Linked DNA regions of Mus musculus: region 1 is linked to region 2. A link is a contact called in public Hi-C data. All regions are on one chromosome and are shown on one strand. Each heading gives the region's core, a stretch centred on a gene start, on an enhancer-like site or on the middle of the called end of the contact. The rest is flanking DNA. Distances are from core to core; before and after follow the strand shown. Region 1 has its middle 46 kb from the start of Peli2. Region 2 has its middle 35 kb from the start of 4930447J18Rik.

Region 1 (4,232 bases), core at 1,272-3,771, 210 kb before region 2:
TTTCCTATAAAAATGTGTTTCTTTCAAAGCTTTACTGCTACTGGGCATTTAGCTTCCCCTCTGGTTCCTGATAGGTATTCTCCATCTCTTCATAACCTCCTCTGGTCTTCTCTCAGCTGTGTCCAGCCTTCTGGTCTCGACCTTTCACTCTTCCTTTACCCACTGTCTTCTCTTCTTAATTCCTCTGCCTCTAACTCTCCCCTGGATGAGTAGCTCACATGTTTAGCTCAGGCTGTGGCTGATTTCATTGGCTGATCCCCTCGGCTTGGGGTGTAGATAAGTTTGTAGGATGTGCCAGGCCCTTGGTTCAATCCTCAGTATCACATAAAAACATTTTGAAGAGAGGATGTACTTGACTCTGAAGTAGGATATGAGCTCGAAGGCTGTTTGCCTTCCTTTAGGGGAGGCTCATGCATGGTCTACTTTCTCCAGAGAGCCTTTCAGACCCATGCACCCTTGGTCAACATTAGTTCTTCCAATGGGAAATCTCTCTTCCTTCATATCCCCCCTTCTGTATTTAGTGTCACATATACCATAACTCTAAGGTAATATTGGCTTCACAGGCCCAGTGCCATATTGGTACCCCAGACGAGTGATTCTCAACCTGTAGGTCATGACCTCTTAGGGACTGTCAAACAACCTTTTCACCTGGTTGCCTAAGACCATCCGCATATTAGATGTTTCCATTACGATTCATAACAGTAGCAGAATTACAGTTGTGAAGTAACAACAAAAATAATTTTATGGTTGCAGGGGGGCCACCATGACATGAGGAACTATACTAAGAGGTCACGGCATTAGGAAGGTTGGGAAGCACTGGTCTAGCAAATGGAGGAGTGTGCGTTCCCTATGGGAGGCTGAGCACGTTTAAAAGGAATGACTGTTGAATATGTTGGACAACTACGTCTAAAACTGGACTCCAGGGAGCAAAGAAGGCAGGTCCAGATGAAATGACTGGTGAGGGCTGAGGGATGATGGACCCCTAGGAGAGGACTTAGAAAGGAGAGTGAAGGAAAGGCTGTGGAAACGGGATGGTTAGTCTTGACTGTCAGCGAGGATTTACAGTCTCTAGAAGGCACGCTTCTGAGCATCTCTGTGAGTTTTTTCCAGAGAGATTGACCTGAGGTTGGAAGACACAGCCTGAATATGGGTGGTAGCATCTCATGGGCTAGTGATCTGAACTGATAAAAAGCCATGAATACCAGCGTCCATTCGTCTCTCTCTGCTTCTGGATCACAGACTCAATGTGGCTTGCAGTTGTCCTGTGCTGTGTTTCTGTTGCCACAAGTGACACTCTGATACGGGCCAAAATAAACCATCTTCCCTTCAGTCGAGTTTGCCGGGTGTGTCTCAGCAGTGAGAAAAGCAACTGGTACAGAAAGTGTTGGGCAGAGGAGACAGAGAGCCATGGCCAGAGGAGACAAGAGAGCACCATTCTCTTCTCCCTGTCCAACGGCCTTGCATCCTAACTCTTCTTATATAATTTCCCTGTCCCAGGAAGAATAAAAACATGCTTATAAGATTGCTTCCAAGATTATTGTTGATAATGTTTGGGAGATCTTCAAACACAAAATACAAAGAGGAGGGGATTTGTTTTGTTTTGTTTTGTTTTGTTTTGTTTTGTTTTGTTTTGTTTGTAACCAGGCTTTAAATATTAAAGTGAGCAAATGTCTTTAAACACAATTAGAAAATACACCATGTTATAAATAAGTGCACTGACCACGCTGACTATAAATACTGAATGGGTTTTCAGCGACTGGATGAGAAATGTGATAAATTATATATAGAATGTGGGTGCTCACTCTGCTTTGCTTTGCTTACTCTCCCATCAAAGGGAGGAGGCAATAATATGTTAAATGCATTTTTAACATTAATTTCTTTCCTGTCTCCCTTTTATCTTTACATCAGCAGTAAATATTTTAGTTAATTAAGCTGAATTCCCACAGGCTTCTCTTCTAATGTGATCATTTAAATACAGGCCAGATGCTAACATGAATCTTAGACAGGCCTTTTTCATTCTTCGGGCCCCTTCTAGACTGTTCCATGGACAGTTTTAGAATACTTATTTCTGAAAATTAGCAGGCAAACATTTTTTCACAACAAGGAAAAACGACAACAACAACAACAGCAACAACAACAACGGCAAAACTACAGAAATAAAACCCAGCTTCCTATTTGTGGCACCAGTAACCAGCAGTGGAATGAAATCTTAAAAACACATTTGGGTGATGGCCATCAGGGGACACTGAAATCAAAATATCAGGTTTCAGTCAAAAACATAGAGACTGGATAATAAGAAATGTTCTTGAAAGCTCATTGTCTCCCTGGTGGCCAGGGATTGGATTGGATGGCGAGTCAGGGAACCTCATCTGTAGACAGATTAGAAGAAGAGAGGAAATTTTTCTTGAGTGTTCTGCTTCAGACTTGTTAGGAGCAAAACAGTCTCCCACGTCCTCTAACAGCACCGGCTGGGACTCTCTTGCCAAACCATTCAGCGGGCTTAGAATGCTAAACTTGGAATGGAGATTGCGTCATTCATCTGAGAGGCCTGTGGCTCGCTCGCTCCCATCTAACTGCTGGGAAAAGAGATACGGGAAAGGCTGTGGCCTCAGAATCCACGGGACCCTGCTCTGTTTTGCCTTCATGCTCGCCCACAGAAGAAGCGAAGGGAAGGGAAGGACAAACAGCACTGTCCTCCCGACCTGATATCAAGTGGAATTTTCCCACAATCTCATCGGATAGACTCTCCACTCAGCTTCATGAAGCCGGAGGCTGATCAGGGCAGACAATGAGCAGCAGAGCCCGGCAGATAGCACATGCTGTCAGGAGGTCAGAGGTCGAGAAACACATGGTCTGGGGCTCACTTACCCAGCTCCTTCTGTCCACAAAGGCTCAGCTGCCTCTTTGTACCAAAGGCTCCTATTGTCAGACTCATTCTCCACACAGTCGTTCCCTGGTTCTAGCAGCCAATTGTTCCTGAGGGGCTACGCTTGTTGAAGGTTAGCAGCAGTTTCTGTCCCAGAGAGCACCATCATTCCTAGTGAGAGTGTGAATCTGATTTGACAGACCCCTTAGCGGTGGTGAGAGATTGATGGTTGCTACGCTGCTACCTGCTGTACTGGTGACTTGAAGACCAACATGCAGACCACAGGACTGAAGGCTGTGACGCTCTGCTGCTGTTGGCCTTGAGCATGGGGTGAAGGGCCGAAGAGCGACCCCTTCCTCCATGTATTTCACACTCTGGACATAGCTTTAAGGGGGTGGGGCGGTAAGATCTGTCCATATGTAACATCACCTATTTGATCTTGAAACTTAATCAAGGCGTATGGATGGCTTCTACTTTCCTGTGCAAGATAGTAAAATGTTAATGTTAAGGTCAAGAAACCTTGAGAATTAAAAAATAGGATGGCAAAAACAAAAATAAACCCCTTAAAACTCTGAATTCTCATGGAACTTGCAAGGGAAGGAGAGCTCTGTAAACCACCCCAGTTGGATTCGGTGTTTGTTCCATAGTTTATCCTTGGGTTTTGTGCTTTGCTTTTTGTTTGCTTGTTTGTTTGTGTGTGTGTGTGTGTGTGTGTGTGTGTGTGTGTGTGAGAGAGAGAGAGAGAGAGAGACAGAGACAGAGACAGAGACAGAGACAGAGACACAGAGAGACAGAGACAGAGAGACAGAGAGACAGAGAGACAGAGAGACAGAGAGACAGAGAGACAGAGAGACAGAGACAGAGAGCACTAGTTTGGCCCTTTATGGAATTACAAGATCCTTAATTTTTTAGTAATCAGTTCTCTCTATTTAATCTCCCACTTGGATTATTTAGCCCCACCCCTCTAGAAGCAAGTGTGTCCCAGAAACCAGAGCAACAGGAGATCAAACACTTTTCAACTACAACTCTTCTTTTTGAAAGATTTAGTCTTTCTCCCTCTCCTGCCCCCATGTCTATCTTTCTGCCTCTGCCTCTGCCTCTGTCTCTGTTTCTCTGTTTCTCTCTCTCTCTCTCTCTCTCTCTCTGTATGTGTGTGTGTGTGTATGTATGTATGTATGTAAGTATGTATGTATGTATGTATGTGACATGGGTGCTGAGCAGTGTTGGCTCATGTGTAAGAGCAACATGACCTTTAACTATGGAGTCATCTCCCTAGACCTCATTCTTTGTTTCTTGTGCCTAAGTGTTCTGTAGCAAATCAGAAATACTGAGACCGAAGGCCATACCATTCATAGCCAAGCCGTGT
Region 2 (4,161 bases), core at 868-3,367:
ACACGAAGCATTCTCTTAGCAATGATGAAAAAATTTACCTGAACAGTGAATTTGAACTTGAGCCAGGATAGATTAACCTAGAGAAAACAGTGGCCAAACTGCAGGCGGGGATGGTTCTTAATGGTGGGAACCAAAATGTAGTTTTATTTTTTTTTAATTTTAATTTAATAATGGTTTTTAAATGTTTTAATTTCTTTTTAAGCCCATCATCTACTAGAGGTAGTAGAAAAGAAAAGTTGTTGGGATATGGGAGAAGTAGACCTGTTTAGAAATTGTTTGGGAGTAAATTTAATCTGTGTTGTGAGGAAATTAGTTTATTGGAATCCACAGTGGCTCCTTGGTCTATTTGAAAACACTTGTGAATATATTAGTATTCTGGCTTAGTAGTGTCGGGATAGTACACATGAGTCAGTAGTGATGGCACGGCCTGGCAGAGTTGCTCAGGCCTTATCCGAATCGACGGGAGTCAGCAGGAACAGTTAACTAGGAGAAGTTTTTCCTTGTGTCTTTTTGTTTTTGTTTTTGTTTTTGTTTTTGTTTTTGTTTTTGTTTTTTTAACAAAGTGAAGGTTAGGGAAGACTTGAGACCAAGAAGTGTTGTAAAGTTAGTTATGTAAGTAAGTCCTCCTCGTTGTCTGTTGAGTTCTATTTATGTTTCTTTTAAATATCACGTGTCTTTTATGGGTTTTGTCTTATCATGTGTCTTGTCTTAGTAGGTGAGGCTGTCCTAGTAAAACTTCACATGAATATGTATTAGCTGATATTATTTTGTCCATTGGCCTGAGTCTGTGAAAGTAGCAAGGAGTCACCAGAACAGCATCACAAGTTTTTTGGCTTTTTGTTGTTGTTGTTGTTGTTGTTGTTGTTGTTGTTTTGTTTTCTTTTGTTTTAATGGGGTCATGGCAAACTGGGCTTAGTTACATAATGTAAGGTGAACTAACATATGTGTGTCGTCATTAGTGAAGAATCTTTTATCATGTGTCTTTTTCACCTGTGTCCACTTCAGGAAAACACTCCTTTCCGAGTCTGCCCCAGCAAAACACCATCTGACACAACTGACTTTCTAAAGAATCTGTAAGTTTCTATTTCACCACAATGCGAAGCAACTATTTTCCAAATATCAGCAGAAAGAGTCACTGGGCAGAGGGCCACCTTCCCAGTTGTCACTACAGCCATGATAAGGAACACTGTCAAATAATGATAGCAGCTGAGATTCTCAAATGTAAAACATCCTAAAACTGAAGGAAAGAGTGACGGAAACTCACATCGTATAAATCTAAGAAACTATGATGGCATCAAGGGTCCAGAGCCTCAGATTTCCAAAGCCAGGCCTGGACTTAAAGCATGAAGAATGCAAACCTGTCACTTTTGACTGCATGCTTATACTTTCTAAGCTTCCGGGGTAGCAAAATTCAAAGCCATGAATCGGGTTGAAAAGCTTAGATCCTTTCCTTGGTGCAGCAATAGGACAGATCTACAAGGAACTTTTACATTGTAGTTCATCACTAACATTGTAATGTCCTAGAGAAACTTATAAATGTCACCTCAGTGTCATTTTGCACCAAAGTTTCCTCCATGACGAAGCCAGGGTGCCTTGAGCCTCAGAGGGATGCCAAGGTGGTACAGAATGGCTCACAGGTTTAGAATATGGTGCCAACAGGAATCTGAGTGTCTGGACTGAAACCAAACCCAAGATACTCCCCCCACCCCCCAAAAAACCCCACATGTTGTAACAAAATAGTATTTGGAGGAAAAAAAATACAGAAAAACCAAGCTTAGGGGAGAAGGCAAGTGGGAACTGGAGAGATCTGCCAACATGAACACTCATCTCAAAACCAAGGGCTTGGACCCAGGTGAGAAAGCCACTGTTACAGGTAGGCAGCCACCGGATACCCTCCAGAGAGAACGATTTTCAGTGGGCCACCAGCCTTTCCATGTACTTTTTTGATCTTGAAAAATGAAATATAATTGTCACATATTATGACAACCTCAAGGAGACTTCTAGTAGATAAAGCATTGAAGAGTGAAACTGTACCCACAAACACACACACTCCACACATTTCATTACTGACAAAAACGAAGAAACGAAGAGGGAAGTGTGTGCAGAGCGAGGATTGAACAGTGCTTCTTGCAATATATCGTGCATGAGAGAATTTGCTGAGTCACAGATTCTGGTCCACGTTTCGTTTTCCCTCCATTTTCCAGTCTGTTCTATTTTGTAATATTTATAGTCTGATAATGATGCTGCTGTGACTCTCCTTGCACAGCCTCACACCAACTCCTTCACCAAGAGCTGCATTTTGAGTCAGAAGACATCAGCTAAATTGAGATTTACAAAGAACTTAATAAATACAAATAGAAATAGGTGGACCCTGGATACTATATTCTGAGCATTCTCTTTCTTTATGTGCTTACAAATTATACACCAGCTTGCAGAGTGTCTCAAAGGAGCGGGGTGTAAATCTCAGAATCCCAGCACCTTGGAGATGCTTCCATCTGAAGCCACTAATTAGGGCGGTTAAATGTTGCTTTCCTCACGGGCAGGCTCCGTCTTTGCAGGTGCTAGGAGCTAAGTGTGGGAAAGAGTGGGTATTACCTGAGAATTACAACAATAGATGAATGACATTAAAAAAAAAGTCCCTAATATATTCCAGACACAGACTTTAAATGAATCTAGCAGTGGACAGGGTCTAGTATGCTGTGAGCCAGAGTCTTTGGGAACATGCTGTTTTGTGGTTTACAGGGAAACAGGCTGCTTTGTGGTTTGCAGGCTCATGAGTGAGTCAGAATTGGCCTCATTGCTTCACTTTTAAAGCCATTACTTGGCACCATCACAGTGACAAACCAACGGCCCAAAATGCGATTAGCTATTATACATCCTCGTTAAGCAACAGCCTGGTTGCCCCTGGCATACATGTGAGATGCAGTAAATGTGACAAGCCTCACTGTGCAGCAGGTCCCGGTTCAGATGAGATAAGGAATTCACGTTGCACAAAACATTTTTTTCCTGTAAACTCCAAAAACTATTTCAAAAAATCCACTGCCAAAATTAGAGAGATGTTTTATAGCATAACATAAATGTACTGTCTAAGAGGTTCTGGGCTCCCTCTGGAACTGTATGATATTTTAATAATATTTATCATTTTTCTTCTGTACTTAAAAAGTATGGTCAGAAATGCACAACACATAAATTGGTTTCTCTGGCCTTTGTTTTTGTTTTTGTTTTTAATGTTTGTATTACATCATTTTAGTGGCTCTTGAATTCTGACAAGACGTTATCAGCTCTCCAAAACTGATGCCATCTCCCTGGGGCATGAGACTGGAATGTGTAAAAAGCTAAGATACCCTTCCCTTCCTAACTCAAGCCCTAAGAAGAGGAAAGCCAGGTTTTTATTGCCTGTCTGCAAATGCAGAGCAAGTACCTGACCCAACAAAAGGTCTCTATTAATTCAAATAGCCAAAGTCACCAATATGAGTGACTGAAATATCCACTGTCCTAATTCCCTGCCCTGCCTCACCCCTCCCAGCTGGATCTCAGCCGCAGACGTGATGTCTCCCCGTTTCCTGAATGCTTAGCTGTAGGACTCACGTTGCTTTCCATGATAAGCGGGTTTCAGAGTTTGTGAGCCCCGATCTTTTAGGTTTCACTTGTAGTGTGGGATACGCACGATTAAGACCAGTGGCGGACAGACATGCTGACAACCTCTGTCAGTGTCCTTCCTGTCTTAGTTACTTTTCTACTGTTGTGACAAAGCACCACAACCAAGACAACTTATAAAAGGAAGCATTTAACTGGGGGCTTGCTTACAGCTTTGAGAGGGTTAATCCATGACCGTCATGGTAAGGAACATGGCAGCAAACAGGCAGGCATGGCACTGGAGATGTAGCTGAGAACTCACATCTGATCAATCCATAAAACAAGGCAGAGAGAGCTCTGGAAATGACAGAGGTTTTTTAAACCTCAAAGATCTCCCCTCAGTGATGCATCTCCTCCAACAAGGACATGCCTCCTAATCCTTCCCAAACAGTTCCACCAACTGTAGAACAAGCATTCAAATATATGCACATATGGAAGCCATTCTCATTCAAATCTTAGTATGTCTCATTCTGTAATTTTCTCATCCCTGTCCACTTTGACTCTCTGCCAGGGCATGTAGCATCT

The links. A called contact is a pair of places that touch in the nucleus more often than the background predicts.
Region 1: a contact with region 2 is called in a Hi-C map of uterus, with 1.8 times the contacts expected there. The contact joins two enhancer-like sites. A contact is called at or near these places in 1 of 484 Hi-C or Micro-C datasets (uterus), 2 of 115 datasets of contacts at active chromatin or transcription factors (both in embryonic stem cells) and 1 of 9 other capture datasets (embryonic stem cells).

Annotation. Positions count from the first base shown.
Region 1 is chr14:48,072,345-48,076,576 of GRCm38.p6, reverse strand. No RefSeq gene overlaps it. Among named protein-coding and RNA genes, the nearest start is that of Peli2, 46 kb to the left of the region's middle. Within about 2 kb of position 2,521, at least 106 of the 459 cell types and tissues checked have an H3K27ac peak or open chromatin away from gene starts, as enhancers often do. A contact at or near this core is called in uterus, where this site is marked.
Region 2 is chr14:47,861,902-47,866,062 of GRCm38.p6, reverse strand. No RefSeq gene overlaps it. Among named protein-coding and RNA genes, the nearest start is that of 4930447J18Rik, 35 kb to the left of the region's middle. Within about 2 kb of position 2,117, at least 83 of the 459 cell types and tissues checked have an H3K27ac peak or open chromatin away from gene starts, as enhancers often do. A contact at or near this core is called in uterus, where this site is marked.